2 separate regions of the Drosophila melanogaster genome follow, and region 1 is linked to region 2. Evidence: chromatin contacts called from public Hi-C data. All regions are on one chromosome and are shown on one strand. The core of a region is the stretch at or near the end of the contact, and the rest is flanking DNA. Distances in the headings are between cores, read along the strand shown.

What was found. Hi-C and Micro-C count contacts between places; a contact is called where the count stands out from the background.
Region 1: a contact with region 2 is called in a Hi-C map of the Kc167 cell line, with 3 times the contacts expected there. A contact is called at or near these places in 36 of 107 Hi-C or Micro-C datasets (the Clone 8 cell line, the D17-c3 cell line, the Kc167 cell line and 13 more) and 1 of 7 datasets of targeted methods (the Kc167 cell line).

Annotation. Positions count from the first base shown.
Region 1 is chr2L:20,750,400-20,756,828 of dm6, forward strand. Ns4 (Nucleostemin 4) reads left to right here and starts at 2,077. Exons shown (of 4, transcript NM_136211.4): 1 at 2,077-2,291; 2 at 2,382-2,710; 3 at 2,775-3,966; 4 at 4,032-4,256. The coding sequence starts at 2,213. The coding sequence ends at 4,159. It overlaps Amacr (Alpha-methylacyl-CoA racemase), which reads right to left and starts at 1,942. Exons shown (of 2, transcript NM_001273709.1): 1 at 1,690-1,942; 2 at 535-1,616. The coding sequence starts at 1,797. The coding sequence ends at 603. Fs(2)Ket (Female sterile (2) Ketel) reads left to right here. Exons shown (of 7, transcript NM_001259182.2): 7 at 1-542. It overlaps Rhau (RHAU helicase), which reads right to left. Exons shown (of 6, transcript NM_001273710.1): 1 at 5,543-6,429; 2 at 5,089-5,481; 3 at 4,921-5,034; 4 at 4,594-4,866; 5 at 4,410-4,538; 6 at 4,180-4,351. The coding sequence ends at 4,273.
Region 2 is chr2L:20,676,666-20,683,132 of dm6, forward strand. Cen (Centrocortin) reads right to left here and starts at 5,181. Exons shown (of 2, transcript NM_136205.4): 1 at 4,954-5,181; 2 at 2,256-4,868. The coding sequence starts at 4,827. The coding sequence ends at 2,455. CG2617 reads left to right here and starts at 5,703. Exons shown (of 1, transcript NM_136206.3): 1 at 5,703-6,467. The coding sequence starts at 5,784. IKKepsilon (I-kappaB kinase epsilon) reads left to right here. Exons shown (of 7, transcript NM_136204.3): 3 at 1-822; 4 at 879-1,158; 5 at 1,214-1,289; 6 at 1,351-1,475; 7 at 1,536-2,314. The coding sequence ends at 2,106.

The DNA of each region.
Region 1 (6,429 bases), core at 827-3,326, 71 kb after region 2:
ACACAACCTACTTACTTACCTAAGGACTCACAAGGATTACTTTACCCGGGACTCTACGTACATACGTACAGACACTAGAACAATACTACACACGAAACGCCAACGCCAACTAGTGAAATTTACACCTCACCCACACATTGCCTACTTACATAACACCACAACGTTCATATGAGCATTCTAATCGAATATGATTATCCTAAATATACACTGACGATTGGAGACGCTGACGCGCGGTGCTTAAGCCGGAAATAAACTTAGTATATGTGCTACTCGGTATGCTAGTTAATGCTAACCTAGTCATTAAGTAGGGATGCGCGAGAGAACCTTTGATCACGATTGCGATAGGAGAGAATCAATTATGTTACGTTATCTAGTATGCTGTATTACCAATTACAAAAAATGAAAACCCCTCTGAATATCAATGTGCGGCCTAACTGTTCCGAAACAAATTGTATGACTGATAGTTTGTACGCGAAATCTTAGCAAATGTAATCTGTGTCTGTGTGCAAGAGCGAGAATAAAAGAATTTTGAGTGCAAGAGCAACAAGAAATGTGTTTTATTCCGATGAAATCCAGGCGGGGGCACAGCACATCTTGGCGTCTTACAGCTTGGCCCTCTCTGGAAGGGAAAGTACTCCCGAGTCGAGCAAATCTTTAAACTCGTCGGGCTTAAGATCTAGTTCGTCCATCCACTCCACCTGCGCACCATCAGTTGCCTTGGGCAACTTTCCCGGAGTTCTGCTTAGGACTGGAGCAGGACGTGGCGTCGCTGTATCCTCAGTCACCTCGAACGAATTCCTCTGTATATTGTGATCGTGTCTGTGAACCTCGCGGTAATCCAGAACGGGATAGACACAGGCGTCGACATCCTCAAATATTTGCGACCATTCAGCTTGGGTCTTGGAGAGGAAAGCCTCAGTCAAAAGCTTTCTTCCTCGAACCTGATGCTCCTCGCCAAACTGACTGACATCTTCGGGCAGTTCCAAGCGCTGTTTTAGCATCTCAAAGAACTGCGGTTCCAGGGCGCCCACGGACATGTAGCGACCGTCTTTGGTTTCGTACGTGTCGTAAAAGAATGATCCACCATCGACGAGGTTGTCACCGCGCTCCCTCCCCCAAATAACCAGATTCCTGGACATAAACAGCCAACTGGCCACATAGGCAGCTCCCTCGACCATCGAGGCATCCACTACTTGGCCTTTTCCCGACCTGTGGCGCTCCAAGAGGGCAAGGCAAATTCCCAGAGCGCACATCAAACTGCCGCCAGCGAAATCGGCCAGAATATTAATGGGTGCAGTGACCTTTTCGTGGCGCCTGCCCAGCATGGAAAGTACTCCCGATAAGGCCGCGTAGTTGATGTCGTGTCCCGCCCGTTGCGCCAGTCTTCCATGCTGGCCAAAGCCGGTGAGGCGGGCATAAATCAGGCGGGGATTGGCTGTGCACAAGTCGGTGGGACCCAGATTTAGTTTCTCCATTACTCCCGGTCGAAAAGGTTCGATGAGCACATCGCACTTCTTGACCAGCCTTTGCACCGCTTGCTGACCTTTCGGGTTCTTCAGATCCAGGCAAAGTGTGCGCTTTCCCTGCTGCAGTACATCCAAAGGGTTTTCCATCACCTGAACGAGATGGGAACATGGATTCAAATTCGGCGATCGGAGTTGTATTGAATTTAACGCCCAGTTTGTTTACCTTGTCGATGCGGGTGACTGTGGCCCCAAAGTCGGTTAGAATCTTCCCACAAAACGGTCCTGGTGCTAAACCCACGAATTCGAGTACCCTGATGCCTTTAAGTGGCATCTTTGGAGGAGTTTTGATGCGAAAAGTAACAAGAAAATTAAGTGCACTTTGAACGGCATTGCAGCAGAGATGCCAACTTGTAGGTGATTTTTTCTAATCTCACGAGACAAGGAGTCGAATGAAATAACTTTAACCTGCACCTCCTGTCTCTGCATGTATTTTTTTTGTTTTTGATAAAAATTAATCTTGATAACAAGAAATGTACCAGTGAAAGTTTTATTTATTTTCGTGACTTAACTGTCGAGCTCGACAACCCGGTGCTCTCGGTGCTGCCAACTGGTGTGAAACTTTTAATTCGCAAAAGGGAAAAGCCGCAACAACATTCAATCCCAATTAACTACAACTAACAGTTGGCCACCGCTGCTGGACGAAACCAAATTGACCGGGAGTGAGACCAGGACGTGACCCAAAAACGATGCCACAGCAACGGCGCAAGGTGGCCTTTAGCGGCAAGAAGAAGAAGGACCAGATGTTGCAAAAGCGCAACACAAAAGGTGAGAAAACCGAGATTGTGTGCCCACCTGTGAAAAGGGGCGTAAGGCTGGAAAATCGAAGCGGATGACTAACAATTGTTACGCCGGCAGGTCCCCCAAAGTATCTGAGGAGCACGCAGGAGTCGTATGAGGACAGCGATGTGCCGGAAACGACCAGGAAACTCATGGAGCAGCCTTTTGCGCGCGGCGGAAACCGAAACAAGAACGTCAATCGCTATAATTTGCAATTCTACCAGGAGGGCAAAAAGGAACTGGAGCAAATGAAACAAGAGGGCTTTAAACCGTTCGAGAAACTCAGTCCCGCTCAGCGGGAAGTGGACGACCGATACTTTGCCGGCTGCGACTTCCCAGTTCGTCCACCTTGGACGCTAACGGAGTCCAAGGAAGAGCTTGATCGCACCGAGAATCGCTACTTTAAGGTAGGTCAGTCTACTGGCGGCTTGGTTTATAATATTAACATATCCATTAATAATCTTTTGTCAGGAATACGTGGACGAGCTGCAGAAAAAGCAGCGTGCTGGAGATTCGAAGGAGCTTTCGCTGTTTGAGCTGAATCTGGAAACCTGGCGTCAGCTATGGCGTGTCCTGGAGTTCTCGGACATCCTGCTGATCATTGTGGACGTGCGCTATGCCACGCTGATGTTTCCACCCTCCCTGTACGACTATATTATCAACACGCTAAAGAAACATGCGATAGTGGTGTTCAACAAGGTGGATCTAGTCGAACCGCATGCGGTGGTGGCTTGGAGGCAATACTTCCGCGACCGTTACCCCCAGCTACCAGTGGTGCTCTTTGCATCCTTCCTCCCCCGATCCCGCAAAGGAAGTCAACGTGGTCCACAGGCTCATCGCAGGAGTATGGAAGGAGTGTATAATATCTACAAGGAATGCCAGCGCTATGTCCAAGGAGAGGTGGATCTAACAACCTGGGAGCAGAAGATACGAGAGGACATGCGTAGTGATCAGCTTGACATCCTGGATGAAATATCAACGGCCGTGGAGGGTGAACTCAAGATCAGCAGCAGCATCGACACCACGCCCCACGAGCACGTTAAATATCACAGTGGGGTCCTGACCATTGGCTGCATTGGATTTCCCAATGTCGGAAAGTCGTCGCTGATCAATGCCTTAAAGGGACGCAAGGTGGTCAGCGTTAGTCGCACGCCCGGACATACGAAGCACTTTCAGACAATTTTCCTCACCCCACTTGTTCGCCTCTGTGATTGTCCCGGTCTAGTCTTTCCCTCGAGTACTCCCAAAAGCCTGCAAGTGCTGCTGGGCAGTTTCCCCATATCGCAACTGGCTGTTCCATACCGCTCCCTGAAGTTTCTCGGCGAACATCTGAATCTACCACAGCTTCTGCGTCTCCACCTGCCCGAGGATTACGATGAGTGGTCTGCGGTGGCCATCTCCGATGCTTGGGCATATAAGAGGGGATTCCTCACCGCCAAGGCAGCCAGGCCGGATCGCTACCGGGCCGCGAATCATATCCTTCGCATGTGCCTGGCCGGCCAACAGATGTTGGTATTGCAGTTTTATCCGCCCGGATTTGAGGAGCGACGTGAGCACTGGCTCCAACATCCCGATGTGGGGGAGGTCAAGAAGTACCAGCAAGTCGAATTAGATGAGCCGGAGAGCGAGACCAACGGCGACACATCATCCGTCTGCTCGGATAGTGAGTAGCTAACAAATTTGAAAACTAAAAACTAAACTAATTTTAAATAAACCCATCATTTTAAGCTGCCGACAGCGAGGATGAAGACGAGGACAGCTCCAATGACGAGACCAATGCTGATGAGGAGGAATGTGGCATCAGGGAAGACGCACCCAGGTCTCGGAACGTGTTTGCTCTGCTGGAGGACGATTAAAAGTTGCATTTACTGATTTTGTTATTGCATCACTAGTTTACACCTATAATTTATTATTACGCTATACAATGTTTTGCTAACAATAAACTACAACACCAAGCTATGGAGGCAGATTATATGTCATCGATTTCATCGGATGAAATATAGTCCTCGCCGAGTCTTTCGTCTAGCGAGAGAAGCAATTCGATGGCTCTGTGCGGAAATAAAAACGTAATTATTGTTGTTAAGTGAAACGTGGGTTAAGACTAACTTGATCAACTGCTTTTCATATCCGTTCTCCTCGATCGGGGCCGGATACAAAGCCTTTTTGAGCAGCAGTTTCTCCAAATTGCTTCTTAATTGTATGACTACGTCGGCAGTTTCACGATTGCATTTAAAGCTAAGTATGAAATAAGTTAAGTTTATCCTATTGAAGGAAGATATGTTATACCCACTAATATGTCTTGGCCACGCACAGATATGGCGTATTTTGGGTCACTCCCGCTTCCACGCCATCTCCGAAAATGATCAGTGCCATGGGAAAAACCATTGTGGAGTCGAGCAGGAAAAGATCGGTGGACTTCTGCCGCTGAAAGTAGACAAAGTATGCCGAGTCGAAGCCACTCTCTCCGCTGTTCACCGAGGAGGGATGAAAGTTAACGCGGCGTCCATCGTCCGTTGCCATGGTGTGGATAGCGCGTACTCTATTCTTGATCTGCCGTGATTTTCTGCATTAAATTGTGTATTAGTTATTGCCTCTATTGTTAATAGGTGGTGTCTACCGCAAGTGAGCCATGTTGGGATAGAGTCCCGCTCCTATAATGGCCCTCAGTAGGGGAATCTTCTCAGAATTCTTATTGGATGCAGCATCCTTGCAGTTTGACGATGCCAGAAATCTGAAATAAGGTAAGTAGCTTAGTTTACACAAGGCAGTCATAAAACGAACCTACTTGTAGTTGTAGAGCAGCTCACTGAACTGATTCTTCATCCTCTCCAACTGCTGCAGTGTCATGGAGCTGAGGAAATTCTTATAGCAGAAGTCTCGTTCCGCGTGCGAATAGCGGCTATCGCGGTACGCAATAATGGTATTGTGCACCATCAGGTGATCGCTCCGCATATTTCGGGCCATTCTCCGCTTGATTTCATCCACTCGGCTCTCTTTACCCAAAGGCGAGTAGAAGGGGGACTTAAAGGACAAGGCAGCCGCCGCCGAAGTGATGGGATCCAAGCAACAGAAGAGCGCCGACATCAGGATCATTTTTCCCATCTGCGGATCAATGGGCAGCTTTGCCAAGTGCATGCCCAGTGGAGTAAGGGTGCCCGTCTGGTCCAACGCCTCAATGCTGTTCAATAAGCGGGTTAAATTATAAGTGTGAAACGAAGGGGCCAAACTATTAAACCCACCGCTTTAGCAGTTCCACTCCCATCTTTATGGCCTCGGGATTGGGGGCATTAATAAGAGTTTGCAGGAACCGATACGGATCGTCGATGTGCAGTAGCTTGAGGCTTAAAATTATGGATTCCAGCTTGGAGCGTAGTATCTCCGGCGTCGGAATATCGTCCATGCGATCCTCTCTAGCGCGGGAGAACAGATTATAGCATATGCCCGGCCGCACTCGACCTGCCCTGCCTCTCCGCTGCTGGGTATTTGCTTTGGTCACCCAAACCTCATCCAGCGACTGTATGTTCGTTTCGATGTCATAGTTGGTGGCTTTCGTCCGGCCAGAGTTTATCACATAAACCACGTCGTCAATAGTCACCGACGTTTCGGCGATAATTGTAGAGATTATAACCTTACGCTGGCCCGCCGGTGGTCGCCTGAACACTGCCTGCTGTTCCCCTGACTGCATTAGGGAATGTAATGGAAATACGGCCATATGATCCCGCCACCTTTGGCCCTTCGAAGTCTTTGGTTTATCCAGAATATTGTACAGTTGGGAGATCTTATCATAACCAGGCAGGAACACTAATATGGCACCCTCTGGTTCGTTTTCGCATATGTAGTAAACCAAATCGGCTATAAAATCAATATCCTCGCAGCCCTCCGACTCCGGCAAACGCAGCTTGTCGAGCACACGACTATCGTACGAGTTCCTGATGCGTCGCAGATACGGTTCTATCATAGCCTCGTGCTTCATCCTGCGCTCAGGCGGATCCCGCTTGGGACGACGATCGCGGAACTTTTGGAACTCGTAGTTCGTCTTGGACAGAACATCCTCCAAGTAGAGCATCTTCACGGGAAACATCACGCCCTCGATGCGGAACATGGGACAGTTGTTAAAGTAGTCACA
Region 2 (6,467 bases), core at 3,931-6,430:
TCTTTAACATCCTGGACGATCCTGAGAACTCGTACGGTCTGCCGGAACACGAGTTCCTGCTGGTCTTGGAACACTTGTGCGCCGGAATGAAGCACTTGCGGGATAACAAGCTGGTGCATCGCGATCTGAAGCCCGGAAACATAATGAAGTTCATCTCGGAGGACGGGCAAACCATATACAAGCTTACTGATTTCGGTGCTGCTAGAGAACTGGAGGATAATCAGCCGTTTGCCTCTCTATACGGCACAGAAGAGTATCTTCATCCCGATCTCTACGAGCGCGCTGTGCTGAGGAAGTCAATCCAGCGATCGTTCACCGCCAATGTGGATTTGTGGTCGATTGGGGTCACGCTCTACCATGTGGCCACCGGAAATCTGCCTTTTAGACCTTTTGGTGGAAGGAAAAACCGAGAGACCATGCACCAAATCACTACCAAAAAGGCTTCTGGGGTGATTTCCGGCACTCAGCTGTCCGAGAATGGACCAATTGAATGGTCCACCACGTTGCCACCGCACGCCCATCTCTCGCAGGGACTGAAAACCCTGGTGACGCCTCTTCTAGCTGGACTTCTCGAGGAGAATAGGGAAAAGACCTGGTCTTTCGATCGTTTCTTCCACGAGGTGACGCTCATCCTCCGCAAGCGTGTCATTCATGTGTTCTTCACCAATCGGACTAGTTCGGTGGAAGTGTTCCTAGAGCCAGACGAGCAAATTGACAACTTCCGAGAGCGTATTTTCCTGCAAACAGAGGTGCCGCTGGAGAAGCAGATCCTTTTGTTCAACAACGAGCATCTGGAGAAGAAGGTTACTCCACGAACGATAGGTGAGTCAGTGCCTTTTAAATATAATGGTAATTGAAAAACAATTTATACATTCCAGCTAAAGCATTCCCTGCCACCACAACAGATCAGCCAATATTCCTCTACAGCAACGACGACAACAATGTTCAGTTGCCCCAGCAATTAGATCTCCCCAAGTTCCCAGTGTTCCCTCCCAATGTTTCAGTGGAGAACGACGCCAGTCTGGCAAAGTCCGCTTGCAGCGTTGGCCATGAATGCAAAAGACGCGTGGACATCTTTACTTCCATGGATATCCTTATTAAGAAGGGAGTGGAGCACTTCATAGAGATGCTAGTGACCACAATAACTCTACTATTGAAGTAAGTAAAAGGAGGAGAAACTTTATTATCAAATAATAAGTTAATTAAATTTCAGAAAAACTGAGAGTTTTGACAACTTGCTTTCCACTGTGATTGATTATGCAGATGTGGTGCACAGCATGGCCAGAGTGGTAAGTGGCTAGGTCTCCCTGTGGATAACTCCTTGGTATAATCGCATTGGTATTCTTTTAGACTAAAGGAGATCAGGAGATAAAGACCCTGCTGACTGCCTTGGAAAATGTCAAAAGCGACTTTGATGGAGCCGCGGATGTGATCTCGCAGATGCACAAACATTTTGTGATAGATGACGAACTTAAGTAGGTTTTGTTGGAAATATGCTTGGATTAAGTTATAATTCCAATCGATTTCTTATCCAGCGATCAATGGACCTCCTCCATGCACGGAAAGAAGTGTCCTTGCAAGACCAGAGCCAGTGCCCAGGCCAAGTATCTGGTAGAAAGGCTGCGGGACTCCTGGCAGCACTTGCTCCGGGATCGTGCAACGCGCACACTGACCTACAACGACGAACAGTTTCATGCCCTGGAGAAGATTAAAGTGGATCACAATGGCAAACGGATAAAGGCCTTGCTTTTGGATAACGTAAATCCGACAGTGGCACAAATCGCAGAGTGCCTGGCGGACTGGTATAAGTTGGCTCAGACCGTCTACCTTAAAACTCAAATTTTGGAGAAGGACGTGCGCGATTGCGAAAGAAAGTTGAACGGAATACGCGATGAGTTGTATCACGTTAAGTCGGAGCTGAAGCTGGATGTGGACACAAAGACCATAAACAACAATAATCAGCTGGCCAAGATAGAGGAGCGGAATCGGCTAAGGGTCATGCAGCAGCAGCAACAGGAAGTTATGGCTGTCATGAGAACGAACAGCGATATAATAAGTTTGCTTAGCAAACTGGGCATTACCAACGGAAGTCTGGAAAGTAGTTAGACGGGCATATCATGAAAGTGCAAGAATATTTTATTTGCCTTTACTTTGTAAGTTAACAATAAATGTTTACTTTTTTATATCTGAATTTGTAAAGCAACTACATATATTCCTATTGAAACTTGGCTGAATATCGTGAAAGAGTAAGATTTCTGTAGGTCATTAAATTATTTATTTTATCATGCTGAAATAAAATTAAATTTCCGATTATAGTTATTTAGTTATTGTTATTTAACTGTCTATACATGAAAAAGCGGACTAGACTGCATGGCACACACAATTTAAAAATGGTAGAATGCCCTATGGCTAGAATGCACTGTTTAATTGCTTATTTACATTCTCTAAACAAGTTTACTTTTGACGAAACTGATGATGATGACTCTTGCGAATGTTGGCTCCGTTGTGTTGCTGTCGCTGGGAATGTGATCTTGTGGGTCCATGTTCGCCGGCATCGGCCCGGCGCAAAACTTCGGCGTAGGATAAGTCTAACTTTTTAAGTTTATGTAAGTCTTGCGATACCGTGTTATGATAAAACTCGACGCCATTGAGCTCTATTACTCGGCCCCGAGAAGTTTGGGGAGTATTCATATTCTTGTTATAGATCACCATGGGAGAGCCATTCCAGTTGCTTGAGGATGGAGTTGTCCGTCTGCGGTTACTGCGTCCGAATTCAGCATTCAATGTATCCGTACACATCTTTGAGCTCCCTTGTCCACCACCACGGTTGTTCATGGCCAGAGGACTGTTCCTGGGAGTAAATTCCCGGGAGTTAAACAATTCGATGCGATCTCCAGATGAGCTTTGGTTTCGGTGCTTTCGTCGGTTCTTCTTCTTGATTCCGACACCTACGGTTAGATATTCGAGTGGTTCGCGCTTGAGTGGAGTAAGTATCTGGCCATTCTCCCTTATGGGTTTATAATTCGGTTCGCCGACAGTTGTTTCCTTCGAGGAGCTGTTTAACAAAGTGGATTGCGTTAGGGACGATTGGTTTTGTTGGTTTCGGACATCAAAGATGTGTTTTTTGGCTGTCTTCCGCTCCAGTTTGGTAACGCACTCGGACATTGCAATGGACTGGTTGGATATAACTGAGGATACGACGCTCTGTGTGTCGTCAATGAAGTCATCTGGAGATTCCTCCCTCTCGGGTGTTACCGGGGGTACTTTGGCCGCCACCAAGGGTAATTTTTCTGTAATCTGTGCGTCGTCATGCAGGGACGGAAGCTTGTCTTCTTCGTTATTATCAGCTGCCTTCTTGAGCACTCCAAATATCTCCTTGAAGAGTTCCCTGTACTCCGGGCGATTACGGAAATGAGATTCAATGGGGCTGACGTCGTCATAAATACTGAATTTACAATCGTTTCCATTACTTATTGAGCAAAGGAAGTAACTCGGTCGCTCGTCAGTTTGCGTAGACTTGTTGCTAGTTTCATCCGAGAATCCCGACGATGTAGTTTCTGATTCCGAAAACTCGGTTGGAGTGCGCTTACGTGTTGAATCCAACATAAGGTCAGATTCCTTTGAGCTGTTAACAATTGTTTCTGATTTTTTGCCTTGACTGGACTCGGTCATGGTCTTCCCATCTGGATTGCTGGTGAAGTTGCTCTTGACCGCATTCGAGGTTCTCTTCACCTCCACCAGAGCTTCATATTTCTCGACTAGGTCCCGATAAGGATTTGGTTTGTCGCTAGAGTTGGGATTGAGGTCCTCGGGAATCCGGAAGCGTTCCTTATAATCCGCACCACTATTATCGCATTTCGAGGTGCTTTCGCTTAGTATGCTGCGATCGTCATCTTCGTAGATTTCTTCGGTTGGGGCAATGGAGGATTGATCATCCATATTGGTGTTGCTTTCGTTAATATCCCTCAGGCAGCGACTACACATTTGGCCTTGTCTCACGTCGTCCAGGAGGCTGAACTCCTCGTGCATCGACATTGTTCCCTCATTGGCACTGTTCTCCAGCAGACGTGTCTGCAGACCTTGGTTGTCTTGGATTATGGTCACCAACTGCTCCTCCAGCTCGGTGCACCGCTGCTGTTCGGCCAAGAAGTCACGTTTTAACACCTCCATTTCGCTGAGCAGCTTTACCAATTCCTCGTTGTCTTCACCCTTAACGGCGGTCCTCTCGCACATGGTGGCATTACTGAAGGAGATATCCTCCAATCCTGTCGAGTTCGCTATGGCCATAACATCTAGTTTGGAGAACTCAACACTCTGCTCCTTGCACAGCGATTGAATGCTGTGACTGGACACAGAACCCTCGGTCGAATGCTGCATCCTATAGCGTTCCTGCTGGTACTGATCCACCTTCCGCCGCTCGGTGCTCAGGGATTGCCGAGCATCGCTCAGAAGTTGACTCAGTTCCTCGCAGCGGGCTTCCAGGACTTCCGTGTTGGTGGTCAGCGTCTTAATCTGCTTCTTGTCCCGATTCTTCTCCAGATTTAGCCGCTGATTGGCACGCTCCAGATCCTGAATGCCCACTTCCAGCTGCTCGTAGACCTTAAGCCGTGAATCATTCACCTCGGTCATCGCATTAATGTGCTTGCGCAGATGCAAGATCTCCAGTTCCTGCTCATCCCCCTTAATCTTGTACTCCTTGATGAAGGTTTCCAGCTCCTTATTGCGTTCCAGGAGCGTTTTTCCCAGCTCTGCTGCCAATTGTAGGTCATCGAGCATGAACTGCGATACGTTTTCACAGCCAGCCGAACCGTGATTGGATTCCTCCATCTTGGACTTGGACCTTTCTAAGCTTGGGCTTGATGCGAACTCTGGCGAAAATTTAAAGATTTAATCGATTTTAGTTCATTTAGCAGCAGAGCTTTGTGAGCAAAGCAAAACTCAAACAGTAATTACTTGGCAAATGTCCTCTCAATGGTGGAAAACTGCTACAACAGTAACTTTTTTACTGTTTCATCCCCAAAAACAAAAAGTATGGTATTGCAGCGAGTGCAGAAAAAGCCCTACGTACTAGGGCGCAACTGCATGTACGAATAGTTAATTAATGCTTTTTATTATACACAATCGACCTGCAGACAAAGAACCGAAATGAACTTCCTAGCAGAACCGGAAATAAATTTATAATAGGATTATTCGCATTAGGGGGATTCCTGCTCAGATAGGGCTATGATTTAAGCTCGCCTTTCTTATATAACCCCTCGCGAGTTGTTTGGGGAAACCTTGTTGGATTCTGAAATACCAGCAAAATGCACGGATGTATAATTATATTTTTGAGCTTTCATTGTCTTTGAAAGAAGCATGCAATATCATAATAGATCAGTACATGAATACCCATATTAATTATTACGCATATTTATAGTTGTCAAAATTAATAAATCCAAATTGTTATGTCTCCTTAGTAATTCCTTTGCTCACAGAAGCAAAATATTTGTTTGAACATTATTAATTTAAGTTACCCTAGAATTTGGCGTATTTAAAGTTCAGATACCATCTAAGTTTAAATATATCTAGGAAGTGCAACCGATAATGTGTGGGGTGTTAAAAATAAATATATATATTAATTATACAAATATTTAAGATAAGTAATTATTTGACGCTACCTTATCGCAACGATAGCTTGGCTTTAATTACCAACCACCGCCTGGTCACACTAAGCGGCCGGCGTTCTTGTTTTGATTTTGTGTTTCTTCCTTTTCTTAATTCGAGGACAGTATGAGCCCCCCGCCATGCTGGACGCTCTAATTCGGGCAGCGGAGCTTGTGGATCTGGTCCTGCTGCGTCCGCTGGCCAGCGTGATTGATGCAGTGATTACTGGCGTGTACTACTTCCTGTGGGGCAGCTACCTCGTCGGCTTCTGTTTGGTGGAGGGCAGCAGGAAAGGATGGAATCTGTTGAGATGCGCGGTCAGGAATATCAACGAGGGCATCCGCGACTTGGGCCTCATCACGCTAGATGTGGCGGACTACTTCTACGGCGGCACCAAAGGCGGGCTCAAGAATGTACTCGATTTTGGTCACTGCATATCCCGATTCATCTGCAACTTACTCATCGATCTGGGTGATGGCATCTTGTGGCTGCTGATGCTGCTGCCGAGGGCCATACTATTCCTCTGGGACTGCCTCCTAGACTTTGTGGTGCACTCAATCGTGGCCCATGGCTTGAGCTTGCTGAACAGTGCGTTCCGGGCCTCGATAGGATTGGCCCTGCTCCTCGTTCTCTATATGTTCCGCCGCTATGTGTACCTGATGCTCATCTACCTGCTGCAACGTGGACGCATTGAAATCTCGACGAAGACGCAAAGCGTTTACCTATGGACCCATCATAAATTGCAACACTTCATACACAATGTTTGGTATGTGTCAGAGAACGCAGGATCCGCGAGTCCAGAACGCTGTGTCGTGTGCATGGCT